Linked DNA regions of Xenopus laevis: region 2 is linked to region 1. Evidence: chromatin contacts called from public Hi-C data. All regions are on one chromosome and are shown on one strand. Each heading gives the region's core, a stretch centred on a gene start, on an enhancer-like site or on the middle of the called end of the contact. The rest is flanking DNA. Distances are from core to core; before and after follow the strand shown.

Region 1 (6,193 bases), core at 1,918-4,417:
CATTTGTGCCCCTTACGTCTAAGGTAAGTTTTACCCCAGCCAAGCTACGGCCTTAGCTGTGAGATCTGTTGCACTGACTGACTGTGAGAAGGTTTCATAGCCGAGGGGTTGTGACTCCAGCTCAGAAGTAGTGCAGAATGTTACTGCTCCCTCCTGTGTATAACACTGGCACATGGACAGGACACTCTTAACTTGTCATTACTCTTCATTCTTTATCTTCTCTATTGTAAAATCTTTTGCCTTGTTCATCTGTTGCTTTTCAGTGTTGAAACGGGGGTCACTGACCCGGCAGACAAAAAATATATTACCTCATGAGTCTGCATGTTTTATGTTACTGTTTGTTACTCATCTTTCTTTTCAGCCTCTCTCCTTTTCATATCCCATTCTCTCTTTCAAACCACTTTCTGGTTGCTAGGATATTTTTGACCCTAGCAACCAGATAGCTGCTGAAAAAAAGCAAAATAAATAAAAAAACAACAAAAATAAACAAGAAGACCAACTGCAAATTGTCTGAACATACGACTCTCTACATCATACTATAAGTTAATGCAAAGCTGAAGAAGCCCTCTATGTGGGGTGGGGATATCAGTGTAGGGACCCATAGGGTTAATGTGCCCTATGGCTAGTTGTAATTTGTATAGTTGTGCTATTGGCCAAGAGGTGTTGTGACCACTTCCTGTCACACTTATAGTGAGTGACAAGGGGTGGAGCTTCCTCTTTGGCTTCTGGTTGCTTCCTGGAAACCTGGGTATTACAAGGCCTAGTAAAGCCATGTGCCCTAGAGGGACCAGTAACTAAGAGATAAGTTGGGGAGCAGGGACCATGTGATTGAGGCCAGCTAGAGGTAGGTTACTACCTGCAATAGGAGTCTGTAGGAGTGTAAGACAGGCAGGTTAAGTAGCAGCTAGGAGGGATACAAGGAGGTAGCTCTCCCCTCAGGCAAGACTGTAGTATAGTATATAGGGACACAGACTAATAGGGAATTAGGGCTAGTGACTGATCCAATGTGTGAGGATCCAGGTGAGGGTGCTGAGATCCTGAGGGTGTATCTATTCAGGTGTTGGAATCCAATGTAACACATACTCTATTCCTATGGCCGGACATTGACCCTTTTGGTCTAAAATAGGCCAAAAAGCCATTGCACCAGTAAGCACCATTATTCTCCCCGTCACACACAGGAGAACCTCCATTTCTGGGAACTGGAAGACCAACACTGGGTCGGCAATGCTGGAGCAGATTGCTGTGTCAGACAGGTGAGACTGCAGCTTGCTTTCATGTCTTTGCACTATTATGGGATGTCCAAGATGGAGACTGACTGTTGTTTTGGGGCAGTTGGATGACTATAATGCACCCTAACATCTTTCTCTATCAGGTACAAGCTGTGGGTTGACGCTTGTGCTGACATTTTTGGGGGCCTGGACATCTGCGCTGTAGAAGCACTTCATGGGAAGGATGGACGGGACCATATCATTGAGGTGGGGGCAGGCTGGGAGGCCTAAATATTAAACCAGAGGACTTGGACCCTTTTTCTCCTTATTTCCTCCATTGTGCCCCTTCTGTTCCTGTGCACCCCACCCATCTCTTCCTTTTTCAGTCCCAACCCTTCTGGTGACATACGCACCCCAACTTTTCCTTTCTTTGTCATCTGGTTATCTGCTCCTTCTCTGTCCCATCCTTCTGACAGATGTGTGTGGCCCTCCTCTTCCTCCATTAGAAGAAGCTTCTCTCTTCCAAATGAAGTGATCACCCCTTTCTGCTTATGCACCCCCATACTGACCCCAGCACCTGCTATGTGAGGGCCCCGTCTCCTGTTGCTGACCATAATATTGTGTGGCCCATTAGGTGGTTGGCTCCTCTATGCCTCTGATTGGAGACCAGCAGGAGGAGGACAAGCAGCTGATAGCAGACTTGGTTGTGTCCAGAATGTCCCAGAATGTGCAGTGCAGCCCATCCCTGAGTCGCCCTACACACGGCACCCAGCCTCAGGTAACGGGCGCAAAGGCTTCTCTCCTCTCTCACATCCAACTGCTGAGCCTTCCCTAAAATTCCCCTTTCTCTCTGCATCATTTCAGGCGCAGGTTGTTCACTCCAGATCCGCAACTCCCATTCAGCAGCAGCAGCAACAGCCTCAGAGACTCCCTCCTCAAGGTGAGGCCTGCTACAGGCATTGTGGGTATTACATACAGAAGGGACCCAGGTGTCCTTTGGCCATAAAATATAACAATTATATAGAGTACAAGTTTACAACAATCAGTCCAGCTGAAACTGAACCCTGTTCTGTATGGAACATAACAAAGCCCACTAGGAACCTCTGTTCTCAGGTACAGAGCTTTTATTCTCTGTGCTTCCTGCTCTTGGGCTGCTCTCTTTCCCATGGTCAGACAGGAACCTTCCCCCAGTACTTACCCAGGTACAGAGGTCTTATTCTCTGTAATTCCTGCTCTTGGGCTGCTCTCTTTCCCACGATCAGACAGGAACCTTCCCCCAGTACTTGCCCAGGTACAGAGCTCTGATAATCTATGCGTCCTGCTCTTGGGCTGCTCTCTTTCCCACGGTCAGACAGGAACCTTCCCCCAGTACTTGCCCAGGCACAGAGCTCTGATAATCTATGCTTCCTGCTCTTGGGCTGCTCTCTTTCCCACGGTCAGACAGGAACCTTCCCCCCAGTACTTGCCCAGGTACAGAGGTCTTATTCTCTGTAATTCCTGCTCTTGGGCTGCTCTCTTTCCCATGAGTTTTATACAGTAAGTACAAGTATTTATCCAAGACCTTTCTTTCTTTCTGTGCCTCTTTTCTTATAGGGGGTCCTCAAGCAACCCAAGGTCCATTGCGCCAGGGGCCACCCCCCCAGCAACGACCCCCACCACAGGGTCAACAGGTCCAGGGTCTAAGTCCTCAGCCTTCTGCACATCCACCAAATCTACCCAGTCCAGGAGCCCAGCAACGCCAAATCCCCCCTCAACAGCAGCCCCAGCAGGTCCGACCCCAGCAGCAGCCTTCACCCCGCCAGTCCCAGTCCCCTCAGAGGCAGTCAAGTCCACAAGGCCCCCAGTCACCTCAAAGGCAACAGCAAGGCCCACCTATGCCAACTGGCCCCAAGCCAATGGGAGTTCAACCTGGGCAGCCACGGCAGCCGGCTCCTCCAAGACAGCCAATCCCTGCAGGGCCCCAGCAGAAGCCGGCCCCTCCACTCAGCCAACAGCAGCAGCAGCCCCCACAACAGGGCACCCGCCAGCCAATGCAGCAGCCGCCACTTCAGCAGCGCCAGTCTGTTCCTGGAGCGCCGCAACAGCCGCCACCCCGACCAATGACTCAGCAGCCCCGGCCTAATCCCCAGGGCCCCGGCCAATCTTCCTCCCGTCCTGGAGGGCCACAAAAGCCTCAAGTGTCTCAGAAGCCGGGCGCCGAGCTGCCCCCACCCCAGCCGCAGCTGAAGTAAGAGCCCTCGCGGTTCTGGGTGGGCCACACAGGTTTCCGCTTCCTATACTACATTCTGCATCCCCGTTTGTTGCATGCCGCCTACAGCAGGTACATTGGCTGCATTTACTTTGTCTCTCCATCTGCCAAGACCATGGGGGTCCCTGGTGGTTATTAACATGTAGAATTATTATTGGCTGCTCCGGGCTGACCCATGCACACTCCCCCCACCATTGTCTTGGTTACGAGGGTGACAATTTAATTCCAGCTGCGAGTCTGACAATAATCTTTACTGTGAATGAAACGTGCAACAACAATAATAATAATAATGATCCTGCCTGATGATGCATGACTTTAACTCTTCATTATTTCTCTTCCCTCTCCCTTCTATGTTCCTCCTTTATCATCTCTTCTTCAATTAAACCGGTTTACCCCCTCACCCCCGTCTTGTTGGCATCTTCCACAATTCTGCTGCCATGTGGTTGGATTGTGCATGTCCTGCTCCATCTGCTGCGTCTCCCCCCCCCCTTGCACCCGCACACACACACACAACCTTCTCCTGCCTGTCTCTTTCTCTCTCTGAAACCTTCCCTGCCCGTCTCTCTGCTCCATCTCTGCTCCTCCTGCCCAAACATTCCACGGCTGTTGCCTTTTTACCCACTTACAACCCCAATTCCATCTTATGTCTTACCCCCCACTCCCCAATTCATTACCCTCCTCCAGTAAGTCCCAGTCCCTCACCAACTCCTTCACCCTTGCAGACACACCGGCTCCTCGCTCCAACCTTAGCCACGATGAAGCAAAAGCCGAAACGATACGCAACCTGAGGAAATCCTTTGCCAGTCTCTTCGCCGACTAAAGGGGGTCTCACCGGAGCCTCACTCGTACCCTATGCCCACCTCATCCCCATCATTAAGCCCCGTGGCTTTGTGTATAAACTGTTTCCCCCTGACATATATGCACGGCTTCTTGTGCTCCTGACAGTGCCAGGTAGATAATATGGAGGGAAGGGTGCCAGGAGATGTACACAATACAAGAGAGAGAGATATATCTATATAAAGAGGAATTATACATATTTCTAATATATTCTATGATGTAGCTTAGAGCAGGGACACAGGCACAAGGGATAGGAGATATATACAGTATATATATGGATATAGGAGATATATACAGTATATATATGGATATAGGAGATATATACAGTATATATATGGATATAGGAGATATATACAGTATATATATATATGGATATATGGAGGATACAGGTCCAGATGAACCTCCTTATTGAGCCGGACTGATGCTTGTACATTCCCCAGGTCAGTGGCGCATGAATAGAGATCCTAATTGTTACTCTTGTGCTCCAGTTGTGTGATTGTAGCTCAGTGTTATTAGTGGACTAGTTCAGTGTGTGCCTTTGTGAGTCTCATATTCCAGGCTGTCTCTTGATGGTTTTGTCTCTTGGTTTTGCCCCCATTGCCGTGCGTATTCCTTTGGCTTAGATTTTGCTGCATTCTCTCCCGCGGCTCAGCACCCTCATAGATTGTGTTGGCAGTCAAAGCTTGGGGTTCCCTTTCACCCCCTTATTTCCGGCAGCAGCGAGCCAGGCTAATGTTTCTGTAGTTAATGAACCTTGTGTTGCCATGGAAAATACTCTTGTGTGCCAGTAAATGTGCTGTGCGTGTGTGTAACCCCAGCTTGCCAGTGTGTGGTGTAGGTTGTTGGTGTGTGCCACCTGTTCTTCTCTAGGAAGTAGTAAACTGTTGTTCTGAGTATTGAGTTATTTATTTCACCCCCAGCTTCTGAAGGACATGGGGGAGACCGAAGTGTGTACACTGTTCGTAAATGCCTTTGTGTGAAAATGTGCACCCGCCGGGGTAACAACATGTTATTTGTCCAAAGAAATAAACATTCTGCCAATAAAACTGCCTGTCTTGCTAAATACCAGTGCCCATATGTAATTGTCAAGGACAAGTAAACCTGGAAATCATCCCAGGGGGAGTTCTTGCCTGACCATGGGAAAGAGAGCAGCCCACATTCTATATTTTAGACTCCACAAGAGCAGGTGCTTGAGGGCAAATGTGCTGATTGCTGTGTTTAACATGCACACGAGGGGGAGGCAATAGTGAGCTCCTGTGACAAGTGTATGTATGGGGGGGGCTCAATGCTTCTCTCACTTTATGATGGTGCTGGCCCATGATATGGACTCATCCAGCCCAATCTGTTCCACAGAAATCTTTCATTGGGCAGGAACTCAATTTGTCATCGGATCCTTGTAATAATCCCTGCTGCAGAATGTGCTACTGGGCAGCCAAGCCAGACAGACGTACAGGGAAAGCACTCACCTCTGTGTTTCTTAATCATAATCTCACACCCATGCTTATAAATAGTAGCTACCGCATCATTTGCCTGGAACCACACCCAGAACAGGTAAACAATTGCTTTTCCAAAAATAACTCCCAAGTGCCATTTTATACTCATTGCGGCTTCACTGAACAATAAGCACATTCGCCTGGCGGGGACATTACAGATAATCCCATTAACTGCTCACATGCAGTATACATTCTCAATGAGATATGTACACAATGGAAACAGAGAATCAGAACTCTGTACCTGTATTCTGTCACTTACCCACAGAGAGCTTCCTGTCTGACCATAGGGAAGAGAGCAGCCCAAGAGCAGGACGTACTGAAATGGAATCACATGATGAATGGCCTGTAGTTTAAACCAAAGTAAACCAAACTGAAAGCAATCGAACATGGGCATTAAAGGGTCAAGA
Region 2 (5,789 bases), core at 2,437-4,936, 45 kb before region 1:
TGTGTCGAGTGTAGATTATTATTATTAACATGTATTTATATAGTGCCAACATTTTGCGTAGCACTGTAAAGTAAATGTGATTATACAACTAAATCACATGAATTATATACATATGATCACGATCAATACAAAAGGTGAGGAAGGCCCTATGCAGAAAGAGCTTACAGTCTAAAGGGAAGGGAGTAATACACAAGGTGTGGGAGTGGGCAAGATCAGATTAAGTGGGTGAGAAATGTGGTACTGTATGTGGTGTTGTGTTTGGTAGTTAAGCAGAGTGAGGGGAGACTTCTCGAAAGAAGTGCGTTTTCAGAGATTTCTTGAAAGCAGAAAGGTTGGGAGAAAGTCGGACAGACTGTGGGAGACAGTTCCAGAGGAGGGGTGCAGCCCTTGCAAAGTCTTGAATGTGAGCATGTGATGAGGTAATGAGAGAAGAGTTGAGTAGCAGGTCAGTAGAGGAGCATAGTATGTGGTTGGGTATATAGAGATGGGTTCAGAGACGTAGGGTTGGGCAGAGTTATGAAGTGCTTTGAATGTACGGGGATTACCTGGCATCTTGCCTGTAAAATCAATTCAAGTTTAATAATGGTCAGTTGGGAGGCCACAATTGCACGGTTATGATTGTGACATCACTCATAATTGTACAGACCATTTCATTTTAATCTGTAGGGGTTAAATTCATGGGTCTCCAGCCAGGATCCAGCAGCCTCTTATTTTGCAGGGTAAATTTACATGCAGTGGGCTGCTGATGGGACACCCCAATAATAAAATACCCCCCCCAAGTTCTGATCTTTTCTTGTTTCTCTGCAGTTGCTGGAGGTTGGGGGGCCTGGCAGCCAGACTCTGAATGTTCGGTCACGTGCGGCATTGGACGGATCAGAGAAAAGCGGCTCTGTGATTCCCCGGCCCCCAAATATGGTGGGAGACATTGTGAGGGATCCAACACCCGGCAATTTATGTGCAATACAAAGGTGGGCTGTCCAGGTAAGTGGGTGCCAGCGTGTTTTGGGTGGCAGTGGGTGCCCTCCTCATTGCCTGCCTTGACTTCTCCCTCCTTCCAGTCGATGGGAAGTGGAGCCAGTGGCAGCCTTGGAGCCCGTGTGCCCGTCTGCAGGAGAATATAGCGTGCTCCACCAAAGTGGGGACCCAGAACAGGAAACGGGAGTGCGAAGGAGAGAAATACGGGGGGAAATGGTGCGAGTCCCACCACAGGGAGAGCCGCAATTGTTACAACGTGGACGGGTGTTCCTGTGAGTCATTTCTCCTTTAATCACACCCTTCACTAATTTGCACATTTCACTAATTTGCACGTTTGTTTGTGCCACAGTGGATGAAAAGTGGTCAGAGTGGGGCGAGTGGGGCCTGTGCTCCCCTCCTTGTGGCAAATCAGAGAGAACAAGAGAAAGGGTGTGCCAGCCGGTGTACCCCGACTACCCGTAAGTACCGCCCCACTAGCCATGAGTGTGAGTATTAGTGAGCTCCAACTGCCGCCTCTTGGCTGCCACACCACTGTCTCTACTCTCTCCCTAGGGAGACCACCCTCACTCAGACGGGCAAGTTAGTGGACGTGTTTTTCTCTGGGACCCCCCGAGTGCGATGTGACCCCATCAACAAGCAGACCAAGAAGGTGGAGGAGAAGGAGGAGTGTAAGAATGTGATTGAGTGCTAACTGGCCCGGGACCACCCTTGCACCCTGCCCTCACCCAGCAAGAGGAGAAATATGGTGGGGGACAATGGACTCTGGGATATTGAACTCTTTTTGCCCCCCACCCTGGCACTGTTAATAAATCCCCCCAGCTGCTGATTGGTGCTTATGAGTGCAGAGCAGTAGGAAAGAGAATGCCATGACTTCATAGGTTTATGTGACATCATAATGTGGGTGGGGAGAGTGTGACCTCACATCTTTGTTCCATCTCATCACCATGAAGCTACCTATTGCCTGGGGTGGGGGGAGCAACTGTTCAGCACCCCTCAATTGCTCTATGTTACTGGGGAAGGGGTCACTGATTTGGTCACAACTATATGAGAAATCACTTACTGTAATAAACATCTCATTTGCATTTTATACTTGATATCAGTAGTAGAGTTTGTACTGGGGGAGGCCATTGCTGGGATTAGCCAATGAGATTCTCTCTTTAATGCACCGTATCAAGCTATAATGCCCCAGCCATTTCATCACTACAACTCCCCCCATGGATACATGTTTTGGGGCCCTAGTTTGTCCCCAAGTTAGTTGAATGGGGATATTTACCCTTCCCCAAAGTATGTGTGAACATTAAAGGAGAAGGAAACCCTGTGAGAGTGGGGGTTCTATGGAAATGAAACCTAAATGTATTATCATTCTGTTACATATGCCCCCCAAAAACTTCCATACTGATTTGCACCCCCTTTTCTGTTGGGCCCTGAAATACTTAAAGAGTTTTATTTACAGGTGTAACTTCAATTTGGCTTAAAAAGGCAAATACCAACTAGAGGGTGGAACATGGGCTACACTGGACTCCTTATACACATGATGGGCTTTCTCTAGATGGAAAGATCATGTGAGGGTATTGTTGAACTACACCTCAGTACTGTCAACAGTATAAGCTAATAGAAAGTGGACCCCAGGAGTTCTTTGCCACAGGGTTGGGAATACTCACAATACACAAAATAGTTGAATAATGACAGGTACAATGAAAGATGTAGGAGACACAACATAAATGGCACAGCTGAAGGAATAGCACGGGGAGTTGAAGTTACACCTTCCAGGGTGTCAGTACCTCATGAAGGCCGGACCTTACAACAGATGTGGAACAGGGACAGAACAATAACCTGATTCCCCTGTCAGTACTGTGGTCCCTTCACTACATGCAGCAGAGCCTGGTGGAGCTGAAAGCTGCTCTTACTAACTAATACTCACTGACTCCCTCTCTCTAGATTGTGCTATAACAGTGACTGTCCTGCACACTAGCTTCATCTCACTCATGGGGTACTTGTACACCGACTTCTCTAAAGGAGTTGTTCCTTTAGGGACTAATACTTCTGGGCCCTTGTTGACTCTATGTCTCAATGGAACCTCCACCCAGATCAACTGGAGGAGCTCCCCCTGCAAAGTTCTATGTTACACTGGTGCAAGATATGGGCATCAACCTGAGCCAATGAACTGGGGATGTAAATAAGAACTAATTAGTTACACAGGGTTTAACCCAGCGGAAATGAGGCACTGGTAGAGAAGGAAGCCATAGGGGCCATTAACAATGGTAAGTACAGCTATACAGCATATTATATGTTTATAATACACAAAAGCCATGAATATCTTGTAAATTATATCCTTATAAACGGTGAGTAGTGATGTCATCAGTTATAAACGGTGAGTAGTGATGTAATTTCTGTCACACGACTCACTAAAATTTGTGTATTATAATTAATAAAGTACCCCCAGTTGTAAAATATGAGGATATTATAAGTTACCTCGGAGTTCCATGACCTGTATAAAAACACTATATATATATATATATATAAATCTGTGTGTCTCTCTCTTCTCCTGGGTTGCACCATTGTGTTTATCACTGTTGCAACTTCCTCCATTGTGCTGGCTCAGCTTCCCCCCAAAATCACCTGCTCCTCCCACAAACTGCTAACCTTGCACATTGTGCATGGGGGTTGCAGGGGGGGTGTATTTCAGAAGAAGCAGGGGGGGGGTATTTCAGCAGAAGCAGAGGGAAGTGAGAGTCACAAACATTGGCGTCACTCAGGGGAGAAGGAACTGTTGCACTATGGCAGCTCCGTTCTCACTGCTCTGGCTGTTGGCTGTGGGGGGGTACGTGTCCCTGCTGCTCTCAGGTGAGATTTTATAAGGAATTGGGGGCAAAGACATTGAGTGAAACTAATGTATGGCATGAGTGTGGCATTTGTAGTGCTCTGGGCCACGAGGAAGAGGATGGGCAGAGCCAGGTTATTATTCTGTTGCTTTATTTCCTCCAGTGTCTGAGGGAGTCGTGTGTTACAGTGACTTTGACGAGAGGTCAGGGGGCTGCACTCAGTACCTCGGGGAAGGGGTGAGCGAGGGCGACTGCTGCCTGAATATCAAGTACAGCTTCAAGCGGGACCCCGGGGCCCCCTGCGAGTCCTGCCGGTGAGAGAGGGGCATTCTGGGAGTTCTGTATGTTTCCCTGTGCAGGAGGCAGCAATCTGTATGGCAACCCCACCTTGTCTCTCCTTCCCTTTCAGTGCCGCTACATGGAGTGTCTGGAGTGAGTGGGGCCCCTGCAGCGTCTCCTGCTTGGAAGGGGTTGAGAGTCGGAGCCGGTTCTGTACCAGACAGGAGGGGTGCAAAGGAGAAAGGATCCAAATGAGGGCCTGCTCCTATCAGGACTGCTGCCCCCGTAAGTATTACCCCACATGCCCTCATCTTCTGTGTTTATTTGCCCTTTAACTCATTTAGCCACAATTACCCCATAAACCCCTTGGTACCTGGTACATTGTACCCCAAGTTGGCAAGCAGAAGTCCCCATATGCCAAGGTGATGACACAGAGCAAGATGGCAGCCATGATACCCCAAGATGGCTGGGAATTGTGGGCTCCTTGCAGTCAGTTTTGGGGTGACTCTTTTGTAACAGCTGTTGCTTCTCTTTAGAGAGTGGACGTTGGGGGGAATGGTCTCTATGGTCTCCGTGTTCCGTAACATGCGCAAGAGGAAGACGACAGAGAATGCGACAGTGCAATAACCCTGCACCCCTTTGCGGGGGATCCTGTGCTGGGAGTTCTGCAGACTTAGATGACTGTGACACCCAGCAAGTTTGCCCCAGTAAGTGGGTTCAGGGGTGTGAGGGGCAGGGCACAGGCCCCCAGAGGGGGGAGGGGTAAAATGCCATAGACAAATCCTTTGTATTGGACCTATGGGGGGGGCTGTAGGAACTTTGTGCTGTAGGAAATGCTTTGAATCTCAGACATCTGAATGATGCCCCTGCTCTAGTACTTACCCAGGTACTGACCTCTAACTCTCTCTACTTCCTGTTCTGGGGCTGCTCTCTTTCCATGGTCAGATCCATTCCTCTGAATCTCTTTCCCCCATGATTTACCCACTTCTAAATCTCTCTAACTCCTGCTCCTGGGTTGCTCTCTTTCCCATGACCATGGAGAAACCTCGCCCTGGAAAAGTCACCCCGGTACTGACCCAGTTATTTACTTCCTGCTGTTGGGCTGCTCTCTTTCCCATGGTCCATATAACATTCTTACAAGCAGAGGATGGCTTGGCTGAGCCCACAAATTTGACACTAATGTTCTTTCCAGCACATGGAGCCTGGGGAAGTTGGGGTCCTTGGAATGACTGTTCAGCAAGCTGTATAAAGGAAGATTCCAGAAATGTTCCTGTTCAGTCTCGACTGCGAATCTGTAACAAGCCAACCCCTTCCAGTGACCCCCCAGGAAGGCTGTGCGAGGGGACATCAGAGGAAAGGAGGGACTGCAACTCTCTGCCGACCTGCCCAGGTGGGATGTGGGTTTAAGAGGGAGGTGAACTGCACAAACCTACTGCTCATAATGAGATATCAGGGGTCTGAGTATCACTCATGTATTTTAAGGGATAATGTACCCCCTACTGTAAATGATAAGGATATTAGAAGTCACTGAGGGGTTGTTCTGTGACCATATAAAGGCACAAGGCTGCAGGCTGAGTTATACAGGGAACTCTGAGTATCACTCATGTATTATAAGGGATAATGTACCCCCTACTGTAAATTATAAGGATATTAGAAGTCACTGAGGGGTTGTTCTGTGACCATATAAAGACACAAGGCTGCAGGCTGAGTTAT

The links. Hi-C and Micro-C count contacts between places; a contact is called where the count stands out from the background.
Region 2: a Hi-C map of the XL177 cell line shows a contact between it and region 1, with 2.4 times the contacts expected there. The contact joins the promoter of LOC108698107 here to the enhancer-like site in region 1. A contact is called at or near these places in 2 of 4 Hi-C or Micro-C datasets (the XL177 cell line and the XTC cell line).

What each region holds. Positions count from the first base shown.
Region 1 is chr8L:1,102,590-1,108,782 of Xenopus_laevis_v10.1, reverse strand. syn1.L (synapsin-1) reads left to right here. Exons shown (of 13, transcript XM_041572261.1): 8 at 1,179-1,253; 9 at 1,373-1,475; 10 at 1,843-1,986; 11 at 2,073-2,148; 12 at 2,802-3,470; 13 at 4,179-5,339. The coding sequence ends at 3,439. Among protein-coding and RNA genes, the nearest start is that of timp-1.L, 12 kb to the left of the region's middle. Within about 2 kb of position 3,167, at least 1 of the 7 cell types and tissues checked has an H3K27ac peak or open chromatin away from gene starts, as enhancers often do.
Region 2 is chr8L:1,148,063-1,153,851 of Xenopus_laevis_v10.1, reverse strand. It overlaps LOC108698107 (properdin), which reads left to right and starts at 3,686. Exons shown (of 8, transcript XM_018229358.2): 1 at 3,686-3,819; 2 at 3,961-4,111; 3 at 4,207-4,361; 4 at 4,613-4,783; 5 at 5,269-5,466. The coding sequence starts at 3,753. It overlaps cfp.L (complement factor properdin L homeolog), which reads left to right. Exons shown (of 9, transcript NM_001093566.1): 6 at 808-981; 7 at 1,059-1,247; 8 at 1,325-1,433; 9 at 1,528-2,062. The coding sequence ends at 1,666.